2 separate regions of the Mus musculus genome follow, and region 2 is linked to region 1. The links are chromatin contacts, called in public HiCAR-type maps. All regions are on one chromosome and are shown on one strand. Each heading gives the region's core, a stretch centred on a gene start, on an enhancer-like site or on the middle of the called end of the contact. The rest is flanking DNA. Distances are from core to core; before and after follow the strand shown.

Region 1 (6,125 bases), core at 2,050-4,549:
TAGCCGGGAAGGAAAGCGATTCCTGTTCCCGTTTTGCTGGACTGAACCCTGCTGCATGCTCACTCAAGTGTGGAGCTGAACAAATTGAACCCCTCCCCCTCCCCTCCTGGTAAATTGCTTTCCCTGAAGGAGTTAGGATTCTGTTACCAAGCCACTCTAGAAATGGATAGAGATGAGAGAACTAGAACCTTTGGCTCTCTGTTTCGGAGAAAGTATCTTCGTTAAGAGAATTGCCCAAAGGGAAAAGAGCAATGTACTCAGCGTAAAGGCTGAGGGTTTACCGGGTAGAGGGCAAGGGGCTAGAGTACTTCTCTCAGACAGAGCTCCAGAGCCAACTTGCTGAAAGATGATCCTCTTTCTCTTCCCCTTTAAATCAAGGCACTAGAGTGAGCATCCTATGAGCCTTCCGAGAATTTGTGGAGACTAAGATGGGAATGAACTTTTGTGATTGACTGTCTACAGGCAACCACTCATTTAGGCCTCACAACAAAACTGTGTGTATAGGTAAGATAATTCTTACTTTGCCACAAGGAGGGTGGACGGGAGGTGTGTGTGTGGGGGGGAGGGGTAACAGAAGGTGGAATGAGTGTTGAGGCTAGGGAGTGAGTAGAAATCAGGCAGCCCAGACCCATATCTAGAGAATGTTAGGATCACGAGGGTCCAGAAGTCTCTAAGGCTGGAGGCTTCGACCTTTGGCTCAACCTTTCAACACAGGTGGGTTCATTCATTTTACTATATTTAAGCAGGTGAATGTCTTCTGAAGTGGTCAGGTGCCCTGTGCAGTAGAACCTCCTGAGTAGTTTATTAGCGATGCATATTCTTGGACTGCCTCCAGAGGAGCTTAAGCAGGCATTCCAGGTCCCAGACCCAAGCAGCTGAACCCAAAAAACTGTAGAGAGTCCCAAATTTAAATGGACAGGTTTTGTTTCATTCTAACACAGCTTGTTTTCAGATCTGTAGCTCATGGAAATTTCCCCCTAATATCAGAAAGATATAATTTAAAAATAGTCTGTTTCTCCTTCTTGTTCCTCAGTTTCCAAGTGAACACACTTCATTCCATGGAAAATGTCCTGGACTAGGAAATGTGTCACAGAAAAAAATCCTCATGTTGATCAGTACAGGCTTCATAAGGCAAAGCATTGGGTTAGACTCAAGGTTAACATCATGCAAAGGGGAGGGGGCAAAGTAAATGGTATTAACTAAATATTTACTATGTCCCAGACACTGTTCCAGACACATTATGTCACTAAGGCACTCTGGACTTGTGATTCAGTCCCATTTATAAGTGGGATGGGAGCTTTTAATATTTGCAACCCATTAAAGATAACCAGAGAAAAAATTCCTATGAGATTAATTATTCATGCATAGCATAAAAATCTCTTGAGATCTTATGCAAGACACAGACTAGATCAGAAAAAGAAAAATAGGGGGGGCATCTTGGCATGTGGCTGCAACCCCAGGCCTGGGGGAGGGGAGGTGGAGGACTAAGGAAGGAGGATTCCGAGTTTCAGTCTAGCCTGGTTTGCATAGTGAGACCCCCATCTTTAAAAACCAAGGGCTGGGGGCCGGAGAGATAGGTTAATAGTTAAGAGACTGCTGCTCTTGCAGAGGAAGTGGTTCCGTTCTTAGCATCCTTGTTAGGTGGCTCACAGTTCCACTCCAGGTGTCACTCCAGTTCCAAGTGATTGGACGCCCTCTTCTGGACCCCACAAGCACTACTTGCATACGGTGCACATAGGAGCACAAGAGCTGGGGGTATAGCTTATGAGTAGAGTACTTGCCTAGGAAGTACAAGGCTTTAGGGGTGGGGGTGAGGCGGGGGCAGTCACTGGAGATTTTAGGTGTGTCAGGCTCTTTATATCTCCCAGAGAGATTTCATTAGAAGCTGGTCAAATTTAGTCCCTGTAACCTCAGGGCATTTGAGCCAGGGGGGCCAGGGGAGCCAGGGGAGGCAGGAACTGATGGTTCTGGAGTCCCAGAGAGCAGGCCTGTTCAGGTTCTGGCAGGTTGAGGACTTGCTGAAGCGTGTCCTAGCTGGAGCCGAGGAGCAGTCTCAGACCCCAGCTCTTAGCCCCCACGGTTTGCTTTCATAAGCAGGATCAAACTCTTGGAAAGTGGCTATAAAGCAATTTACCAACAGCTACTAGAGGCCGGCTGATTCCTACTACGGAGCTTTATTTAATTCCGAGTTCAAATCACACAGAAAATAACATTTTCTCCTTAAAAGGTTCTGCGGAAAAATGCTGTCGGTGCCATGCGGCCGCCTCCGTGACTGTGTTTGTGTCTGAAGAAAGGACTAGTCTGACAGGAAGAATTACAAATCTGGAGCTCATTTTGGCGTCCCAGAGGGAAGGTGGGTGGAGCGTCTCACAGTAAATTAGGAATTCAGAATGAAAGCGGAGCTGAGTTTATTTGGGTTTTTAGTGACACCTCGAAATTATTACACAGGAGTGTCGGAGACAACTCAAAGTACCTATGACTGCTCCCGCTTCGCCCCGGGGCGGGATGCTTCTTCGTAGGGCAATCCTCCCTCCTTCGAAACCCGTGGGCCTCTCCGCTTCCACGCGGGGACAGCAAAGGTGGGAGGGAAGGAGGGCGGCGGGGACCCTTAGTCTGGGTCTTTTTACGGTGCCGAGACACAGAGGCCACTCGGGGGTGTGTCTGAGCTCCACCTTGGGATTCCGAAACTGGGCTCCGACTTTGAGACTGGAATTTGGGGAGAGGACGACGAGGTCTGGGGCGGACGTGGAGTGCAGAAAGAAATCGGACTGTCTTTGCGGGGAGGCTGGAAGCCGCGGGTCTAGGGTGGGGGAAGTTGAACCCCGGACAATATTGAGGGTCCGAGTGGCGAGAGTTGGGTTTTGCGGGTGCAGGACTGTGCAGGGGAAGTCAGGGTGGGGTTGGAGTAGAAGAAAAGAGCGTGCAACGGTCACAGTCTTTCCCTGAGCAACTCTCACAGGCACACCCTGCGCTCAGTCGGGACCGTGGGCTCCCTCGGGCGCGCAGACTGGGACCCTGCCCCCACCCGCCGCGGGAGCGCGAGCTGCCCGCTGTGGCTGGAGTAAAGGCGCCCAGCGGTGAGGGGGCGTGGTCAGAGGCCCAGCAGTGCGGGGGCGTGGTTAGAGGCAGAAACCCACGGCCGCTCATTGGTAGCCCAGGGCCCCGCGGGCGGGGCTCTCGGCTAGGTCCCGCTAGGGCGCTCGCGGGCGGCGGGGGAGGCGGGGTCGGCGGGAGCCGGGCAGCCAATGGGCGTACGCCCCTCGAGCAGTTACAAAGGGCCGGAGCGAGGCCGCGGCGGCGGCGGGGAGGTGGGGCGAGGAGGGGCGAGGCTTCCTGAGGAGAAGCTGCGGCCGGGGCCGGGCCGGGCCACAAACAGTGGCGGCGGGACCATGGAGGCGGCGGCCGCTGCTCCACGTCGTCCGCAGCTCCTCATCGTGTTGGTGGCGGCGGCGACGCTGCTCCCGGGGGCGAAGGGTGAGTGGCGGGCGGGTGGCTGCGGGGCGCGCGGGCCGGGCCGGGCCTCTGGCTCGCTTCAGCTCTTTCTCAAACATGGCGCGGGGCCGGGGGCGCAGGTGGCGGCGCCCGGCCGGCCGGGCGCTCCTGACCCGGCAGGCGCCACGCGAGCCGGGGCGGGGAGGAGAGGCGGGGCGGGGGCGGTGTCGAGCGCGGGTGGCGGAGCACCGAGCAGAGGCCGGCCCTCTTGGGCTCCCGGGGGGCAGCGGCTGGCGAGCCTGCCGAGGTCGGGGGCTGCCCTTAGGGGTGCGAGGCCGGCCGGGACCGTGGCCCCCTGATTCCACTGCCTAAATGCGCCCCGGCCTGAAGCTGTTGGGGCGTGGGCGGGCACCGGCGTGGAGGCGCTCCGGGGCCGGGCGCTTGGAGGGCTCCCCGGAGGGTCGAAAGGGGCGCCGTGGGCAGAGACCCCGGGTGGGCCGCACCGCCGTGAGTGCCGACGCCCGCCTAGGGCGACTTTTCTTCAACCAGGGGCTTTGTGTGAGAAGCAGGCGCGAAGATGCGCGGAATGTTCTCGCTTCGTGAGTCTGGGAAGAGTTCAGAGTCCAGTAACCAGAAGGCTGCAGATTGTCTTCTTGCTAGTAGAAACTTGAACGTTTGCTCACTCTGCAGATTTGGGAACGTTTGAATGGGAACGGTTCTGTAGAATTGATCAAATTATTCCTTTTCTCGAGGGGATCGTTGCTTTGGGTGTATCATTTCCCTAAGCGGTAGTTTTAAAACCAGACCTCTGTGTAGCTGGGGTTTGAAGGGAAATGTGTGGTTTCCCAAAATATTAAAGCCGGTCGTGATACTGGTTGTCACCTCTGGAGGGAAGATTGAAAAAAACTTTGTCAGGAACCAATTAAAATAGGAGAAAGCAAAATACTGAGGCTCGGCATTAGCAACCTGCATACAGTGAAAATACATTTTTGTTGCGGAAATTGGATAACAACATTTTAAAAAGCAAAACAAGCCAAAACAAAAGTCTCTCCAGACTGTGGATGCCAACTATGATTAAACTTAATAGTTACTGTTTATTGGGAGTTGATTATAATGCAGATGTAAAAGACACAGTATCAGAACCCTCGCAGTACCAGTATTTGTCCTGTATATTGACATGAAAACTGAGGTGCAGAAGATTAAGTTCTTAGTAAGTGCAGAAATTAGGATTTGCACTTAGGCTTTCAGGGTTCAAAATCTGTGCACCTGTTACACCAAAGTAGCATGACTCACTTAAAGAACAGTTGATATTTGATAACATAACTTAGCCATCAGTTTCTTAGTTTACTTGAACATTCTCTTTACATAGGTCTACAGTAGAAGATACAATGGGTTTTTGACATTGGCTTAGGAAGGAAATAATGGTGGACAAAGTGGGAGAATTGTTATAATTATGCATCAACTATAAGTGACCATATCTAACAGTTATTTGGGTAAAGTAATTAATTCTTTTCTACCTAAAACAAAGCAGGACACGTTCATGCATTTAGCAGTATTGACGTGGATGCTGAGAAGGCTGGTTCATGTCCTGGAGGACTTTATAGCCTACTTAGGCAATGATGTAATACAAAATTAGCCTAGATGTTTTTATTGCTCAAAACCTAGACTAGTACTTCATAAACTTTCCCCATTTGCCACCCTCTTTTCTCAAAAGATTGTATGTGCCCATGAGTCACATACAAAATGTAAAAGATGGGTATATAAATCAAATGTACTGATAATAGAGCATAAATAAAATTATTTTAAAACAATTCATTGGTATATACAGTTTTACCATTTATTAAAGATTAAAGCACATTTCTGTAGTAATGAGATGGGTGAGTTTATTTTTTCTTAAAGAACTGAATCATCCAGTGCTGGCGACTCCACATAATTACAGATGTTTAGGACCATTTCAGAAATTGTTGCAATTCTATCTTAATCACAAGATGAGATTTATGTAATAATTTTTAAAATGAAATTTAAGTCAGCAACTTAAACAGCAGTTTTTAAAATCAGACATTTTAACACAATACAATTGGTCAAGGATATACCACTTTGATATACATGAGGAATGAAAGTCTTTTCTGTAGTTTGTGTATGTTTCTGGAAGAATAGAAAACTTTGTATATTCAATAAAAACATTAAAACTCATAAAATAATAGTCTGGACTGTGTTAGCACTGCATAGCACGATAGCATGTGTGTTTAGAACCAAGACTGTAGTGAAGTTGCATCTTGCAACATAAGCATGGATTGCCAGAAACACCTCAGATTCATTACTCAGTTGATTTTGAATTAATTTTGGGGTGTTATACATTCACAAGTCCTTTACTGTTGCCAGATTGTTATATGACCCAGCATCTCTATGTGGAATTAGGAATCAGTTTAAGCTATGGCCTGCAGGGCACTGTGGCTCATGCCTTTAATCTCAGCACTCAGCAGATTCTGATCTCATAGTGAGTTCTAGGACATCATAATATAGAGGTCTTATCTCAACCCCACCCCCCAAAAAGAAGACGCTAGACCTAGATAAGTTCACCTTGTCTCATTTCGTTAGGTTGTTTCAGTGTAGCCTTTTATACATTCTGAAGAAATGCACAGCTTTTCTTTATAATTTAGCTTCTCTTAAAACTTGAAATTGCTCTTTACTGT
Region 2 (6,125 bases), core at 1,934-4,433, 2.2 Mb after region 1:
GGGAGGTGGGAGTGGATGGGGGAACACCCTCATAGAAACAGGGGGAGGGGGAGGGGATAGGGTATCTCAGGGGAGGGGGAACCAGGAAATGGGATAACATTTGAAATATAAATAAAGAAAATATCCAATAAAGAAGAAAAAAGAAAAGAAAAGAAAAGAAAAGAAGAGAAGAGAAGAGAAGAGAAGAGAAAAGGAAAAGAAAAGAAAAGAAAAGAGTTGAGTTGCTGTGGTCATGGAGTCTCATCAATAGAAACCAAAACAACCAAACATCAGGACTGTGTTCAATACTCAGCATCCAGGAGAGAAAATTAACAGAATGTGTACATGTTTGTAGTCAGAAAACTGGAAAGGAGGTCTCAGGGCTGGCTAGTCTAGTCAAGTCATAGGGCTCCAGGTTTAATGAGAGACCATGTCTTAAACTATAAAGCAGGGCATGCCTGAAGAAAACACTCAACTTCACACACACAACACATACACAATCACACACACAGACACAATATCTTGAGTTGGGTGAAAATGTATAACATAACAGTGCTGGCTACTTTTCTGTCACCTTGGCACAGCTAGAGTCATCTGGGGAAAGGGAATCAATCTCACTTAAGGAAAGGCCCCCACAAGACTGGCCCATGGGCCAGCCTGTGCCCGAGGTATTTTAATGATTAATAATTAATGTGGGAGTGCACAGGTCACCTTGGGTGGTGCCACACTTAGTCTGGTGGTCCTGTGTGCTAAAAGAAATCAAGTAGAGCAAGTTACACAGAAGCAAGCCAGAATGCAGCACTGCTCCATGGTCTCTACATAGTTCCTGCCTCCAAGGTTCCTGTTTTGAGAGCCTGGCCTGACTTCCCCAGATGATGGACTGACCCCAAGCTGTAAAATAAAATAAACCCCTTGTTAGTATCAGGCACACCCATGAACAACTGGAAGCGACTTCACAGCAATCAGGTGTCTTTACAGGCAGCTCTCAGACCCAGAGAAGAGACATGTCCTCTCTAGAAGACAGTGTAGCTGCTGGCTCCTGCTGTGTCTATTCACCCTGCCCCCCTCTCTCTTTCCTTCCACACTCTCCCAAAGGCTGCCTCTGACCCCCTCCCAATAAACCTCCCATGTGAGACCTGCTGCACGGTGTGATTTATTTAGAACCGTGACGCTTATTTCTAACACTCCTTCCTCCTCAAGTTGCTTAGGTCATGGTATTTTAATCACAATAGAAACCCTAACAAAGACAATAACAAACATAAAAAGAAAGCCAGCACTAAGGTGAATTTATAGTAATAAATGACTACATCATTAAAGATTTTAAGCAACTTAATATTGAACCACATGAAACTAAAAAAAAAAAAAAAAGAAAAAAATGTAAATCCCAAAGTTAGCAAAACAAAAGCAATCATAAAGAGCAGAGCAGACACAAATCTCATAAAAAGAAACCAACAAAACTAAGGGCTAATACAGAAAACCTCAAAACCTCATGTAATTAAAATCAGAAATATACGGCGATACAAGAGATGTTTCACAAATAAAAAGTTACAAGAAGGAGCTTTACAGGCTGCAGAACCTAAAAGAAGCAGTTAAAGATCCCAGGTACATATAACCCTAAACCAAGAAAGAATACAAAGCCTCCGCCAGTCAATAGCAATCAGAGACATTTAATAAAGAGTCAGAAGTCGAGGGCTGGAGAGCTTTGAGCTCAGAAGTTAAGAGAACTCGCTGCTCTTCCAGAGTGCAGTCCTCAGCACCCACCTCAGGCTGCTAGCTCACAATCTCTTGTAACACCAAACTCAGGGGATCTGACGCCCTCTTCTGTCCTCCGAGAGTATCAGCACACATATATTTATACATACACATATGGACATAAATAAAATAAATCCTCAATAAAATCAGTGGTTTCTCTAGAGAAATAATAAATCACCCCCCCCCAAATGATCAAGAAATCTGGTTTGTTTATAACAGCAGGAAAAAAATATTTAGGAAAAAATAACCAAGCAGGTTAAAGATCTATACTCTAAAACTCTAAACCATCCATGAAAGAAACAGAAAACACACATATAAATGAAGAGACAGTCCATGTTCAATGACTGTTCCATGTCTGCACTACTTAAATACTTAACTCAAAAAAATCGAATGGCTTTTCCCAAAGACATAAAGAGCAATCTTAAATTACGAATAGCTGCAGCAATCATGAGCAAGAAAAACATGGAAGAAATTATGCTTCAAGATTTAAAATTCTAACACAGAGCTATGATGATTGACAATAAACAAAACAAACAAACAGAACGCAAAAAGGGATGTAAAAAGGTGGGATTGGCCTGACTGCTGAAATCTCTCCTCTATGTGAATATACATCACTACATCCATTTACACCTTAAAGAACGGTTACCTGAAAAATGAACAGTTTATCACCAACTGCCCCCCTTCTCCTATGAGGACAAAGATTTGGTCTAATTAACCACTTTATCTTTAATATTTATCATATAGTAAACACTAAAATATCTGTTGAGTGAAAAAAAAAAGAAATGAACTTGGGACATCTGACACTAACCAGGGAAAGGTTAGAGTTAATACATGGGGTGAGGATTCAAACTTCTAACTTAATACGTTCGTTGTTCTCTGAGGTCCCAGCGGTTAAATTTTCAGGCCCTAAATATTATCTAAGTAATATACATAGATCCCACAGGATGCAGTGAGGAAAACTGTGGATAAGCAGTTAAGTCACGGGGCTTCTGGATCCACCATGTGCGTGCTTCTCTTCAGTGGGCCTCAGTTCCCTCCCGTGTGGAACTAAAGCGTGGGAAAGAGAGTACTGCTGGGTACACACTTAGAGACACGGAAGGCATTTAGAAACTATTTGTTGTATGCATCAGTGAAATCTGGGAAAGCGCACCGTGTTGCCGTTAGAAGCGGTCCTGCCAATCGCAGAAACGTAAGCTTTTAGCTCGGATCCCTACTCCACGCTAACTCCTGAAGGCTCAGGACCAGGGTCCCATCTTAACCCTCTGAACTCGTCCCCTCCGCTTCTGATTACTTACGTGGAACTTAGACCATTGAGAAACACTCAGATTTACCTGGATCGAGACCAAAATTCTCTACGTGTTGCCAAGGGAAGCTTCCACAGCCAGCCTCTTCTTGCTAACCGAGACACGATCAGCGCCGCCATTCTCGACAAGCAACCCAAGAGCGCCAGACGTGCCCGACTCAGCCAATCAGATGAGAGCTTACTTCAGCGGCCCCTGACGTTGCCCAGACCTATGCATTCCGGGAAATGTAGTTCGCTTGCCATTTACGGAAGAAGGCGGTGGCTCGCTCCCTGGGCATGTTGGGAGTTGTAGTTGGAGCGGTTCCGCGAAGGCTCCGGGTAACGCCTTCTGGTCCGGGGGTGGTCGGTAGTAGTGCAGCTTGACTTTGAGGCGGAGGAATTGGCAACAAGGAGGAGATATTACAGGGAGACCCTAAGGCTAGGCAGCGGGACAGAGGACTGGGTTTGGGGTTGGAGGACAGCCAGACAGAACGTCTGATATGCCCCTAGGAACTTGACCGCTCCGAGACAGAGGCAGGACCACACCAGACCCATCCGGTGAGCCCCTTCTCGCCGAGCCTTATTTCCAACAGCCATCTAGGCCTCATCAGAGCCCCAATGTCGTGTGGCTGCTATTCCTGAACGAGGCGATGGCGTCCCCAAGCCCACCGCTGGAGCCAAAGGTGAGTTGCCCTTTCAAGAGATCTCCGTTATTTCGCCACTCCCAAGACAGCAAGGCCGCGCCATCACCTCTTCCCCTGTCCCCCTCCTGGCCATTTCTACAACTCTTAAGAAAGGACCCCAGTCAACTCCTGTGTACCCCTTGCTGCGGGACATACCCCTTGCTGCAAGGTGCTTTTAGTTCACTTACAAACTCCCCAAGGCCCCTTTTTCTTTTTTCCTTTCTTTCTTTTTTTCTTTTTTTCAAGAGTAACTTGATAAATCGGCTGGGGAAAATTAAGACTGCTCCAAGTTAGATCTCATTTATGAGTTTCTCAGGTGAGGCACTTTTTTCTTTCTTTTCTTCTTTTTTTTTTTTAAATCTCGTCTGTCCTCTGCAGCTAGCACAATGTCTGAACTCAAGGTGAGTGTTTAGAAAACCTAATGGAACTGCGTCGAATTGGGTCCCAAGCTGGTGTGGGTAGAAGCTTGGGGCGAACAGTGAGGCCAGGGAACGTTGGGGTGGTCTTAAGGCTGTTAACTAAAAACAGTCGTGGTATTAGTGTGTAATAACGAAAGCAGAGAAGACCTTCAGTTTGGAAGGCGTGGATCTAGACCAGTCCAGATCCTTTTCAGTGTGAGGTGCCATGAATTGAGCACCTTTTGGAACTCTTACTTACCGTGTTCCTCCTAGTGAATGGGAGCATGGTAAAGTGACAATAACTTCTCCCACTTTCAGTGGAGAGACCACTGGAACTGACTACAGAGAGAAAACAATTCCAGCAGTGGCTGACATTTGAGGCTATGGCTATGTTTCTTACTCAGGAGGAGTGGGGTTATCTGGATCCAGCTCCGAGAAGCCTGTATAAAGATGTCATGATGGACAGCTACGGAAAGCTGGTCTCGCTGGGTAAGAATGCACGCTTTTTCTAACTAAAATATCTAATAAGGTACTAACACTTAAACCCAGAATGCGTCAAGCAGTGTAACTGACACCAGCACTATTTTGTCCCAACCTTCTGATTCGGATCTTTCTACAACTCTGGTCTCCCTCGCTTCCTTGTTAGCAAAGGCTGGCTTTGGCAGCTTCAGAATCTCATTCCCAGACGGCTCTGTTGGCTCTGTACTTTCCTTCCCGGTTCATCTTCCCACGGCTCTCCTCCCACCCTCTTTTCACTCTGCCTTCTGGAGCCTGGGCTGCTCATCACACAGTGTTCCTTACCGCTCCGGCCTACACTGAAAGCTGGCACAGAGCCGAGCACACCACTTCTCTGGCAGACCTTCAAGTGGGGGCTGCTCATTCTCCCGGGTCCTCCTTCCTCTTGCTTTGTCTCAGGACTGGGAGGCAGAAGTTAAGTGTTCTCCCAGCTCTCCCAGTGCTTGTCCCAAAGCATTTATTTTTCCACCTTCCAGGAGCATGTCCTCATGTGGGGTCAGCAGTCCTGTTTCCCCCAGTGCTCCTGTTTATCATCATCTGTCACGACCCTCCCACTCCCACTACCTCCCACCCCCACCACCTCCCACTACCACCCCCCCACCACCACCACCCTGCTTAACCCAGTCATTGAGTGAGCTGCAGTGGGTCTTGATCCTGTAAACTTCAGGAACCCTGCTTTCCATACCATTGACTCTGGCCTTAATTTTGTTATGACAAGCAAGTCTGAAAACACAGTATCCTGGTCTCTGACCACTGTTGACAACTAAACAAAGAGCCAGAAAGGCTTGCTTCTTGCCCTGGTGGAGCCTAACTGCAGCTTACATTTCCGTCTTTCCTTCACCTTTCCACTTGAAGCAATTCATTCATAATGCATTTTCCGTCCCGTGATGTGTTCATGTCTCCCCCATGGTTTCAGTTCTCCCGACTTGTGAAGATCTCTTCTAATTGCCAGCATGTTGTCTGGCCACTTTGATACTATTGCTATACTTACTCTGCAAATTTCAAATCATGTATCTTTTATAAGATCTGTCCCTTCTGTCCCCTTCTACCTGATTCCCAAGCATCGCAGGATCAGTGTCCTACAAGTATCTAGTGAGGAGGGTTTTTTGTTTTCTTTTTGTTTTAGTTTGGTTTGGTTTGACTTCTTTGAGACGGGTTCTCACTGTGAGGCCCCGGTTGGCATGGAACTCACTCTATAGACCAGGCTGGGCTGGAGGATCAAGCGAGCCTAGGGCCTTGTTGATGCTAAACATCTTCTCTACCAGTGAAGTACAGCCCCAGCTCTTTACCTTAGTAACCCTTGTTCTAATATAGATTTATATCATGGTCTTCCCAACTTGGGGGAAAGAAAGAAACTTAACTGGACCAATGGCTCCCTCATGCTGTTTTCTGTGACTTACTACATTTCTTTTGCCCGTCAAGGTTTTATTAATTCCTGTGTATTTTATACAACTCTACCTTCTCATGTCTGTGATTTTTGTCTTGCCTGCTCAGACTCCTCAGACACATTTTGGA

What was found. HiCAR-type assays count read pairs that join an accessible place to other places.
Region 2: a contact with region 1 is called in a HiCAR-type map of astrocytes, with 2.6 times the contacts expected there. The contact joins the promoter of Mrpl50 here to the promoter of Tgfbr1 in region 1. A contact is called at or near these places in 2 of 39 promoter capture datasets (liver and pre-B cells) and 1 of 115 datasets of contacts at active chromatin or transcription factors (astrocytes).

What each region holds. Positions count from the first base shown.
Region 1 is chr4:47,349,923-47,356,047 of GRCm38.p6, forward strand. Tgfbr1 (transforming growth factor, beta receptor I) reads left to right here and starts at 3,300. Exons shown (of 9, transcript NM_009370.3): 1 at 3,300-3,474. The coding sequence starts at 3,390. Gm32435 (a long non-coding RNA gene) reads right to left here. Exons shown (of 3, transcript XR_390551.4): 3 at 2,392-4,316.
Region 2 is chr4:49,517,900-49,524,024 of GRCm38.p6, forward strand. It overlaps Mrpl50 (mitochondrial ribosomal protein L50), which reads right to left and starts at 3,184. Exons shown (of 2, transcript NM_178603.4): 1 at 3,063-3,184. The coding sequence starts at 3,154. It overlaps Zfp189 (zinc finger protein 189), which reads left to right and starts at 3,277. Exons shown (of 3, transcript NM_145547.3): 1 at 3,277-3,696; 2 at 4,499-4,583. The coding sequence starts at 3,664.